Regions from separate parts of the Zea mays genome. Here region 1 is linked to region 2. The links are chromatin contacts, called in public Hi-C maps. All regions are on one chromosome and are shown on one strand. The core of a region is the stretch at or near the end of the contact, and the rest is flanking DNA. Distances in the headings are between cores, read along the strand shown.

Region 1 (5,502 bases), core at 407-2,906, 190 kb before region 2:
AGTGGAGTTCTCTGGGCCAGCGGGCCCTCGGCTCCTGGCTTGCTGAAGGCGATCTTTTTTTGGAGCGCTGGAGGTTGCACTTTTCCCTGCTTCACCCCGATATTTTCGAAGGTTGTTGGAGGAGACTTCCTCCTTGGCGGATCTGCGATGAGATGTAGAGTTCCTTCCTCATCCTCTACAGATGAGATAGTTCCGAAGCAGAACACGGATCCGGGGCGGAGGATGATCTTGTGCTGGAAGGTGACGGCCATTAAGCTAGCTTAGATCGGCGACACACCCCCTACCTGGCGCGCCAGCTGTCGGTGTTTTGGGTCCGACCGCACACCCGGGGTTGCCCCTCAAGGTGTTTTTTAGGAGTAGGACGGTGTTACCGACTGTAGCTCGATGGTTCGTGCAGGGCGCACGAGAAACTGTGAACAATGGTGTACAGGTTCGGGCCGCTTAGAGATGCGTAACACCCTACGTCCTGGCGGGAATGTTTTATGTGGCGGATTACAAGGAAACTCTCTAGTGCGAGGAACGTAGAGAGTTGGGGTAGATGGCTGGGTAGTGAGATCGATCGATCTGAAGGGGTGCCCCCTAGGCCTTATATATTCGACCGCGGGGCATTACATGCGGATATGATAACAGCATGCGCCTAAATGATAGTGAACCAATCGAATCTATCTTCCTATAGTTCCGCCGACCCATCCTCGCTTGGTTCCGTTATACGGGGTTCCAGCGCGGGAAGGTCGGGTCACTGTTGTGATTACTTGCTCGAAGTCATCGGGCCGTCTGGGCTCGCACCGATCCGGCCTTGCGTCAACCTGCTTCACTGGTCGTTCCTCCCCAGGTTCACGAAGGGATGACCTTACGATTTATTGGGTCCTTGGGCCTTTCGTGAGGTCTTTTATCCTTTCAGTAGACCCGGAGGATATCTGTCCCCCACACCCGAAGGAACACAGGGCACCAGTCTGGCTTTGCTGCAAACGGCGGAACGTCATCGGGGCCGAGCTCGACACCCAGCAGCCCGCGTGCAAACAGCTCTTTCCCGTCCACCACCGGCAGTGCCAGCCGTCCTGCCCACACCTCCCCGTAGACGACGTCGACGGCGCATGGCTGCGATAGAAACACCGCCGCCGCCAGCCGTTGATGGTGTCGGCAACGTAGAAGAGGCCGAGCTGGTCGACACACGCGCACTTCCGCTCTGAGGAAAGCGCGCAGGGCAGGCGGAACTCGGCGGCGAACAGCAGCGTCTCGCGCACGGTCAGCATCCCGCTCACATACACGGAGATGGCGTGCAGGCGCCGGCCCTGCAGCGACTCCCTGTTCAGCGTGACCCCGCCGCCGTGGAGGCTGTCCCGCCTTGAGCTCGCGGCGGATGCGACGCAGAGGAGGCGGGCGCCTGGTGTGGGGTGGGGAGGGGGCGGGCGCGTTTGGATGTCGCGTGGAGAGGGCGAGCGGTTTCCACGATGGGAATAGACGGGAATGGTAGAAATGGCAGACGACGGCGGGATGGAGAGGCGCTATCGCGACCGAGATTTCTGGAGGCAGAACACCGCGGATGTAGACGCCTACAATGAGTACTTAATTATTTGTAAAGATAAAGATAAAGATACTAAAGTCTGTTTTAAGACGTTCGAGTAGTCAATAAATTAGGAGGACAAAAGTGTAATTTTTACTGGGAGACCGATGCTCGCCGTCGTTCGCCCACCGCTTTGCGATTCTTCTCTCTTCCGGATAAAGCGAAAGGTAAGCAGCCCCACCTCCTTTTCTATTTCTTTCTCCAACAAATCAACAATTAATACTCCACTACGGTCGCTCTTCTCCCCTCCTCTCAATTTGCGCTCGTGCTCTGCTTCTTCGGCTCCAAGGAGCGGCGACCATTGCTCGTAAAGACGACCTCTCCTCGTGCCTTTTCCAAATCAGGCTTGTTCTTGATGCGGTCTGCGATCCGATTCTTGTGGCTTCCATTCACTCTCTTGGGATTCTTTTACCATTTCGTGGACTCTTTTGTTTCTTCTCGTTTTCTCCCCCCGTTAATTGGAGCAGCGACGGCTTGCTCCTCTTCGTGTAACGAGATTTAGTTTCCTTCGGGTGAGTGTTTATTGTTCGATGGGAGCTTCGATTTGGATTCTTGCTTGGTCTCTTGGTTTCTGCTCGTTTTGTTTGGGGACTGTGCGCTGAGGGGGGTATGGGACATGATTCTTGCACCTGCACCTGTCCTTCCGTTGATTCCTTCCTGGATGGCTGGATAACTGTCATCATGAGGATGGTGTGAGGCGATCTTTGGGATGTGTTCTCCTGGGCGTTCAGTGCAATCGAATGCTCAGTTACGTGTGTTCATTTTTATTTACATCGGCGCTGATGAACATGGGAAATAGTCTGCGAATTAAGGGATCATTAGTATATGGGAACAATAAATGATATGTGAAGCTGTCAGGTTTAGGTGCTTGATTCGGCAGTGTTTAGGCATCTGACGCTACGGTTTGGGGCTGAGATATAAAATAAGGTCCAGCACTTGTCGATCAAGACTGCAATCCAGCTTATTTTTGAATCCAAATTGTAGGTTGATACGTCAGTGTCATGAAATTGAAAACTGATAGTTGTTTTTGAAAAAATAAAACTGATAGTTGTAGCATAGGCGCAGGCCAAGAATCATTTTCTGACTTTTCTGCTTCTAGAGGCCACTTGGTTATTCCTGCACAACATTATCTGGACACGGATATTTATTTATTTGTTCCATTTTTTCATGGAGGCAGATTGATGGCGATGGAGGGACCTGTTTTCTGCCGTCCTGCAATGCAAGCGAAACTGCCTGCTGCTGCGCTGATCAACAACTCCCTGACCAAATCCGGGCAGCTTGGGACTGCATTGTTTGGTGCCATTTCAAAATACAGAAACATTTCAAGATTCATTTCTCCCATCTCTCAAACATCTACGAAGAACATAGGTCCATGCTGTAGCTTCAGCTCGTCTTCTGATGGTAATGGATACATGGCTGGAAACTCTAGCGAGAGTGATGAAGACTATGTTAATTCTACTGTGCTAGAAGCAGGTAATTCTTCACACAAGATGGTCTGCTTTTATATGGAGAATGCCACACAACATTCAAGTTTTACTTAGGCTTTATTTATTTGCTACCTTAGACTTAATTTTGCTACGTGATTAGTTGCTTGACATTCCATGTTCCGCTCATTTGTCTCAAGCATCTTACTGTCTGAATGAAAAATCTGAATGCATTCCATTGCAACTTGTAATTTATCTTGTAACTGTACTGATATTGTGCCTATGTTGCAAACTATTGTGCATATTATATCATCATTGGTACCATACATTATTATATGCAAGTTGCAAGTTGACGATTTGAATCGAAATCATGTTTGAACTCAACACAAATTAAATTATGTTGATGGAATGGAAAGCAATTTGAATATTTAATAGTCAATTTACAAATTAGCTACTGGTAGTACTTTGGTGTGTCTCCAGTACCTATTCCTAAGGTAAAATCTGGTTTTGTGTTCTTTTCCAGTTGAGGTGAGAAGTGGATCAGAAGGATATGTGATAAAGATGCGAGATGGAAAGAACTTGCGTTGTGTCCATAGTAATTTTCAAGGGAGAAATATTCCAGAGAATACACCACAACCTGCTATTGTTTTGAGGATTGAAGATGGAAGCGGAACTTTACTCCCGATCATTGTTTGTACGTAATCTTTTAGTTTGATTCGGTGAATTCAGAAGTAGGAATTTTTTATTGACATTAATGCATGTCTACCCTCTCAATTTTCTCAGTGGAGATGCCAAGCGTTCTTCTGATGGCAGCTATTCGTAATGTCCACATTGTAATTCCTTCTATTATCATCAATTCTATTGTTTCATACTATCTGTTCTGCTTGATGTAGTCTATATAACACCTTTCTGTTATAGGCACGACCGACCATATATCAAGTTGTCAAGGAAATGATTGATAAAATGGGTTATGAGGTAATCTTTTTACTTGTAAGCATTTGTAGCAGATATGCTTACTTGGTCAAGGAGAAGTTAATTCATCTTATTGCCCCTTCTATCATGATGGTGGTTTTGGGTTCAGGTAAAACTTGTTAGGGTAAACAAAAGAATTCAAGAAGCCTACTGTGCTGAACTTTATTTAACAAAGGTACAAATCTACCTGTCTAATAAGTAAGAGCAAATTAATGCATTTTTAGTGGGTGCACCATTAACCTTAATAATATTCTAAAGTAGAAACCTCCTGCACTGCAGGTCAATGATCCTACAGACAACATCACCTTCGATCTTCGGCCTTCAGATGCCATAAACATTGCTGTTCGTTGCAAGGTATTTTCTGTATATGTCCTTGCTACATGCTATTTTTTTAGTAAATTGATTCTTGTTATTAGTATTGAAGGTTTCTATGTCCATATCACTTGTTCGAACACTAGTCACAATATCGTTATACATGTCATTAATGAGTCCAACGTAATTCGTTGGAACTTTATGTTTTTCAAAGCCCACCATATAACATTACTTAGTATATTGACATAAGCCTTCTTCAAGTTAAGGAAACCGTGTATAGGTCCTTCTTCTACTCTCTATACTGCTCCATCACTTGTCTTGTTAAAAAAATGGCTTCCATGATTGACCTTCTAGACACGAACATGAAATAAATCCATTGGGGTGTAACCCTGTTAGCGACGTGTCATATCAAAACCTGGGTATAGTGTTAAATGGGTAAGGATTGGGTTGGCACCACCTTGGTGATGCGTCATGTCGCAATCTGAGCACGGTGTCATGTGAGAAAGGATCTACTAGTGGCACGCTACATCAGTGCCCTTGTGTAGTAAAAATTGTGCAAGGGTCTTCACATCATAAATGAGTGCGAAGAGTATGGAAGCCAGTCGAAACAATTAGAATCCATCTAGGTAGTTGGAATGTAGGAACACTTATATAGGTAAGTTAAGGGAGTTAGTTGAGACAATGACTAGGAGGCGTGTAAATATCTTATGTGTCCAAGAGACTAAATGGAAAGATTAGAAAGTGAAGGAGGTGGACAATACTGATTTTAAGCTTTGGTACACAGGAATAGGTACAAATAGAAGTAGAGTAGGAGCTTTGATTGATATGAACCTCAAGAACAGTGTGGTGGATGTGAGAAGGCAAGGATACAACCTTTTAGTTGGATGACTCTTCTGATGACACAATAGATGTTGTGCGTAGGATCCAAGAATCTATGGTTAGAGAGGCATTGAAAAGGATGAAAGGAAGGCAGTTGTTCCTGATGGTATCCCACTTGAGGTATGGAGATGCCTTGGGGATAGCTATAGTATGTCTAACCAAGTTGTTAAACCATATGTTCTGGCCGAACAAGGTGCTTGATGAGGGGAGGAGAAATATATTGGTACGATCTACCAGAATAACGGAGATATTCAAAGTTGTATTGATCACCAGAGAATTAAGTTGATGAGCCATACTATGAAATTATGGGAGAGTTATCGAGCATTGTCTGAGAGGAATGCTGAGATCTTT
Region 2 (5,175 bases), core at 1,123-3,622:
TCTTCCGAGGTATGTTTTAACTGTCAGAGTTGAAGGGGAAAAGTTAAATTCCTGACAAATTTCATTGGAAATTTTACTATTTATATAAATGTTTACTATTTTCAAAGAAAATTCCGCATAATTATGTTGCCACAGCTTTGATTTTGGAGGAAGATAATTGTCCTATCTCTGTAACATTTTTAGAATTTTTAGGTTGCTTTGACACTGAAGTTGGGAAAATAGCAGGATATCACTTAGCTGAGCGTTTGCACTAGATCTCTCCATTTAAGACTTCGGTAAACAGAATGATGAATGAATAGAACAGTGACGATATTCACCTGAACAATGATTTGGTTTCCTCTTTTTCCAAGAGGCATGGATGATCACAAAGAGCAAGAACCTGCAAGGTACCATGTAAATATCGAAGAAACAAAGGTGGAATCTGCAGGTAAAGTTGCATACCTCCCTGAAGAACGTCACAGGTTGCTGACCAAGGGATTGAGGATTCCCAATGTTGCAGAACAGGATCTGCAAGGGTAAAAATATAATTGGACTGAGCTATATAGTTTTCGAAAAATGATGAAAGATAAAAGTACTTTCAATGAAATTTTCGAATCAACAGTTAGGTACCTCATCAAAAGGAAGAGACCCTGGTTGTGTTTGTAGTTGTTGCTGCAAGCGCTGTTAACAGAAAAAAACAGTGGGGCTATATTAAATCAATTTTGAAGCAGTTCCTTAATAATAGCAGACCTGCTAGTGGCATGGAGCGCTCAAGATTCTAAAAAATATTCACAGTGAGCCATATTAAATATGGTGAACAAGATTATTAACCTTCAATAATTAGGATAGATTTCATCAGGGAACAATTGCAAATTAAAATATTAATAATATGTTAATTGGCAATCAAGGAGACTATATGCTTAATTCCCTTCCTGAACCAAACTAGAATTCCAAAACTATAAAGTAAGCTCTATAACACAAATACATGTTTGTGACTCCAGGTATTGCACTATGCTGTTCTTTGTTGATTCAGTTAAATCAGATAGCAGTGGGCGTGTTCGGCTGGCTACAAGCCGACACTGTTGCAGCTGTTTGGACTGCTGCAGCTGCAATCCATAGAGAGAAAAATACTGTAGAAGCCGCAGCCGCAGCCGGATTGCAGCCGCAGCAAGCCGCAGCGAACAAGCTGAGTATCAAAAGCAATACTATTACCACAACAGTGTAACAAGTACTATTATCACAACAGCCTAACAAAACTTATATGATTTAACGTTATTGCCTTGTGGTGAGGTGATTAACCGATTATATGGGAACATGAACAGAGTGATATATAACATACTGAAGTACTAGACTGCAAGCCTTGTTGAACATCAGTAGTCAAGATACCTGAGCATGGATGACAATCTCGCCACGGACTGCATACTCACATTTCAAGACCTGTAATAGTTGTCAGTGTATTAGCTAGGCATGAGAAGCCACACTCGCCTTACCTAGACAAGCAAAGCACGAAAGCTATTGTCTATGAAACAGGTGGAGATCAAGATCACACGACATTCAATAGGTTTAGTAACAAAGTACAGCTTGCCAACGTTGTAGTACCTCAGATCTCGCATAAATAGTACAGCATCAACCTATCATCATTTTGCACCAGAATGGGGCAGCAGTTCAAACAAACCGCCGTATCCCCTTTTGAAGTCAAAGGGGAGAAAAAGGATACTGACATAGATGACATTAAACTATTCGATCACAACAAAACAAAACAAAAAGAAAAGGCACTCCAGCAGCTCGAGTCGCACTGAGATCTAACTCTGGGTTGAGAGAGAGCGATAGCAACTAGTGATCCCGGTAAAAGGAACTACACTTGTTCCCAACATCTTACTGTTGGAACTTTGCGCCGGTGCAGTTATTTTACAAATATCCTAAAAAAATCTCATTTGATTTCAAAGTATGAATCAAAACCGGATCATCAGAACAAGAACTAAGCACGCATGTACCACTGCAGCGAATCAAGGATAATCTTTTCACCCCAAATTTCTCAAGCAAACGAGAATCAAAGCCGCGGCTCAGATGAATCAGGGATATGCAGAACGCAGCACATCCACAGTGCTTCTTTCTGTCTCGTCAAAGCCCAAACTTCCCACCGAAGAATCCATCAAAACGGAACCTTCAATGGACAGACAGGTAGACAGGGCGAGGAAAACGGGCGGTGCTGTCACCTTGGGGTTGAGGTTTTCCACGGCGACGCTGGGGGCCATGGCGAACACGAGGGATCAGCTTCGCAGCGACGGAAGGATTGCGTACAAGCCGAGGACAACGGGCCGCGTCCCTCTCTCACAGTGCGGCTTCGTGGCGAATCGGGGCAGCGAAACCAGATGTTTGGCGTTGTCGAAAAAAAAGGCCAGATGGCTGGTGCTTATAAAAGGCGGCCACGGGCGTACAGGGGGAGGGAACGACGGAAGCAGACAAACAAGAGGCGCACGCCAGAAAGCGAGTGGAAGGAGAACGGAGGGCCGGTGGCCACAGCCGCGGTTTTGCGTTAATTAAAATAAAACAAACAAAGTCACTCTTTGGTATTTATTACAATAAAAAAGTCTCAGATCAATGCTGTAGATGAGCTTGCCTAGATTGCATCATGCAATTTTGGCACTTTTATGTTCCTTCTCTCGTACATGCAACTACTATGAATAACTTGGCTTCTCTTTCTGTGCCGATTCAAGCTATGCGAGTTTTTTTATTTCTTATCTGCGATGTGATGCGGGATGTTTCCCTTGTTGTTTCCCTCTTTCGTTCCAATTTATAATTCATTTAAAAATTTTATCGTAATTTTGATTAACTTGTCTAATTAAAAAATATAATTATTATTAATTTTTACTGTGATATTGTTTATCATGTAATACACATTAAGTATGGCTTTAATTTTTTCTTTTTTTCTTAAGAATTTTGAATGAAACGAGCTGGTCAGACTTATAAAAAATTATAATAAATAATAAATTAGGACACAAGGAGTAAAACATTTAAAAAGTTTATCTATCAATGTCATTTCTAATAAAATGTTGGCTCCGTTGACTAGAGCTAATGAAAGACTATTTGATCCTACGAAAGATATATGGAACTATCAACTATATAATACATTCTTTAACGAAATTGGAGAAGGCGAAGCCCATGTAGAAATTTATTAAAAACCAAAAGATGAGTGAAAATTAAAAGTTTAACAACAAAACTTCAAGAGACAAAAAATGAAATGAAGAAAGTAAAAGTACAGAAGAAGGCAACAGCAGATTCTGGATCCATAAATCAAAGAGAGTTGAATGTTTAGCGTTTGCCCTGGAGGTGATCAGTTTTATCTTTTTTCCGTAAGTTTCTTCCAAAGAATGGAAGTGAGGTTCAACATTGTTGAATAGTACATTTTTGTCGGTAACGATGGCACACAGTCATATTTGATATAAATAAAAATATTTTAATATTAAAGTACACATATGGTTCACATATTAAATATTAAACTGATAAAAACAAATATTACACTTTATTTTCTCCAAAATGTCAAGAAAGATATGAGTTGAAAACGAGCCTGACCCTTTTCTTATAGCTCATTTGATCGTTCGTTCTCTTTTAGCTAACGAGGTGGTACTATATGGAAGCGCTGCGCTGCGAGTGACTTTCTGTCATGTTAAGCTTGGATAGTTTCTCATGGCTAATTTGTGATGTAACGATCCATTAGTAGGCAATAATCGGGGGAAATGAATAGACTTACGTGTTTTGCATGTGTTTTGCATATGACGCACGACGTACAAAACTAGTGCTCTAAAGTAGTAGTGATTAGATCAGTTTTTGCATTTCGAATGACCCAAGTAATTGAGATTGCCACCACCAGAAAGAACTTTGGGCAAGACTGGTTTCTGATAGCTTGAAAAAGTATCTATGGAAGTTAGGGCCTATTCGGTTCGCTGCCTTATTTTCCACAGTTTGTCATGACTAAGGTTAGACATGTTTTACTGAGTTAGGTATGTGTTTAGTTTGTAGCCACAATTATGACATGATTTTTCTCCTGCTATGTAGGTCTCACTCGTTAATGACTAATAAAAGTGTGATAAAATTCACTTAGGCATGCTATAATGTGGCACATAATTTAAACATCTAACCTTAGATAAGTGTGACAAAAATTGTGTTGTAGTTTTTGGCAACTTAGACATGCAACCAAACATGTTAATCTTCTTCTAAAGTTATATGGACCGAATTCCAACAACTTTGGCAGAGGACATAATAGTTATACGGTTCTAACTGCATGTTATTTCTCTTCTGTGTAAATATCTTGTGCTGAACATGTTTGAAGCAAGAAAATCTACGTTTTGCTGGCAAAAGCACTCTAGATCCACATGAAAGCTTGATGAATTTGTCCATATCCAATCAGACTCAGACTCAAGTTGGCCCTGGCAGCTGAAAAAATATCCCCTATTCATAATTATATATGCCTTTTTGAGTTGTTAAAGGAAAGCACGACGCCCATAGAATAGATTGAACTGCTTGCAACTGGTTAAAAGTAGTATATAAACGAAAGAACTTCTAGTTGGTTTGGTTAGGTGTCCGTTGTTGAGTTAGACTCTCTATAGGACCTACTTTTAGCTTAATTTTTTAAAAGAAATCCTCTATGGTTTTTAAAATTCATTATCTATATAAAATTAGTGAAAAGAGATGGATTTCAGTTTAACAAAAGAGAAACTCTAGATATTCATCAAGTAGAACAAAATCACCAAACTTGCATCAACTAACTAATCATCTCTTTAATTTATGTCATTGTCCTAGCTATCCTGTTTCAATTCTACATATGCTACACTTGCACATAGCACCTGCACCTTCACTACATTCACTACAGTAAAACAGAAAATTTCCGACGGCCAAAGATAGTTTTTTTGTAGTATTCTTTCTCCTGAATCAAATTAAGTCCCTGATACCAAAAGTGATAGCCCTCTCCATTGCGCTAGAAGCAATAAATTAAACAAACCAGTCCAAACACAAATTGAGTAAATTCTAGCTGTGGTGGATCTATATATAATGGATTTTTTTTTCAGTTTAGAAGTTGTGGCGGGTGACTCAGCGAGATATCTTGAGGAAAGGGATGCAGCCTTCACATTCATTCTCCATCACAAAGTTTGTAAATTGCTTTTGTCACCTATGACGTGGAAACAATAAAAAAGGTCC

What was found. Hi-C and Micro-C count contacts between places; a contact is called where the count stands out from the background.
Region 1: a contact with region 2 is called in a Hi-C map of leaf, with 5 times the contacts expected there. The contact joins the promoter of LOC100303991 here to the promoter of LOC100193705 in region 2. A contact is called at or near these places in 3 of 25 Hi-C or Micro-C datasets (bundle sheath, endosperm and leaf).

What each region holds. Positions count from the first base shown.
Region 1 is chr1:145,425,630-145,431,131 of Zm-B73-REFERENCE-NAM-5.0, reverse strand. It overlaps LOC100303991 (wound responsive protein), which reads left to right and starts at 1,656. Exons shown (of 11, transcript NM_001414262.1): 1 at 1,656-1,731; 2 at 2,742-3,037; 3 at 3,512-3,682; 4 at 3,772-3,821; 5 at 3,907-3,963; 6 at 4,070-4,135; 7 at 4,240-4,314. The coding sequence starts at 2,746. It also overlaps the pseudogene LOC103644943.
Region 2 is chr1:145,241,401-145,246,575 of Zm-B73-REFERENCE-NAM-5.0, reverse strand. LOC100193705 (Alanine aminotransferase 2 mitochondrial) reads right to left here and starts at 2,372. Exons shown (of 15, transcript NM_001327768.1): 1 at 2,196-2,372; 2 at 1,366-1,416; 3 at 610-660; 4 at 442-507; 5 at 318-379. The coding sequence starts at 2,234.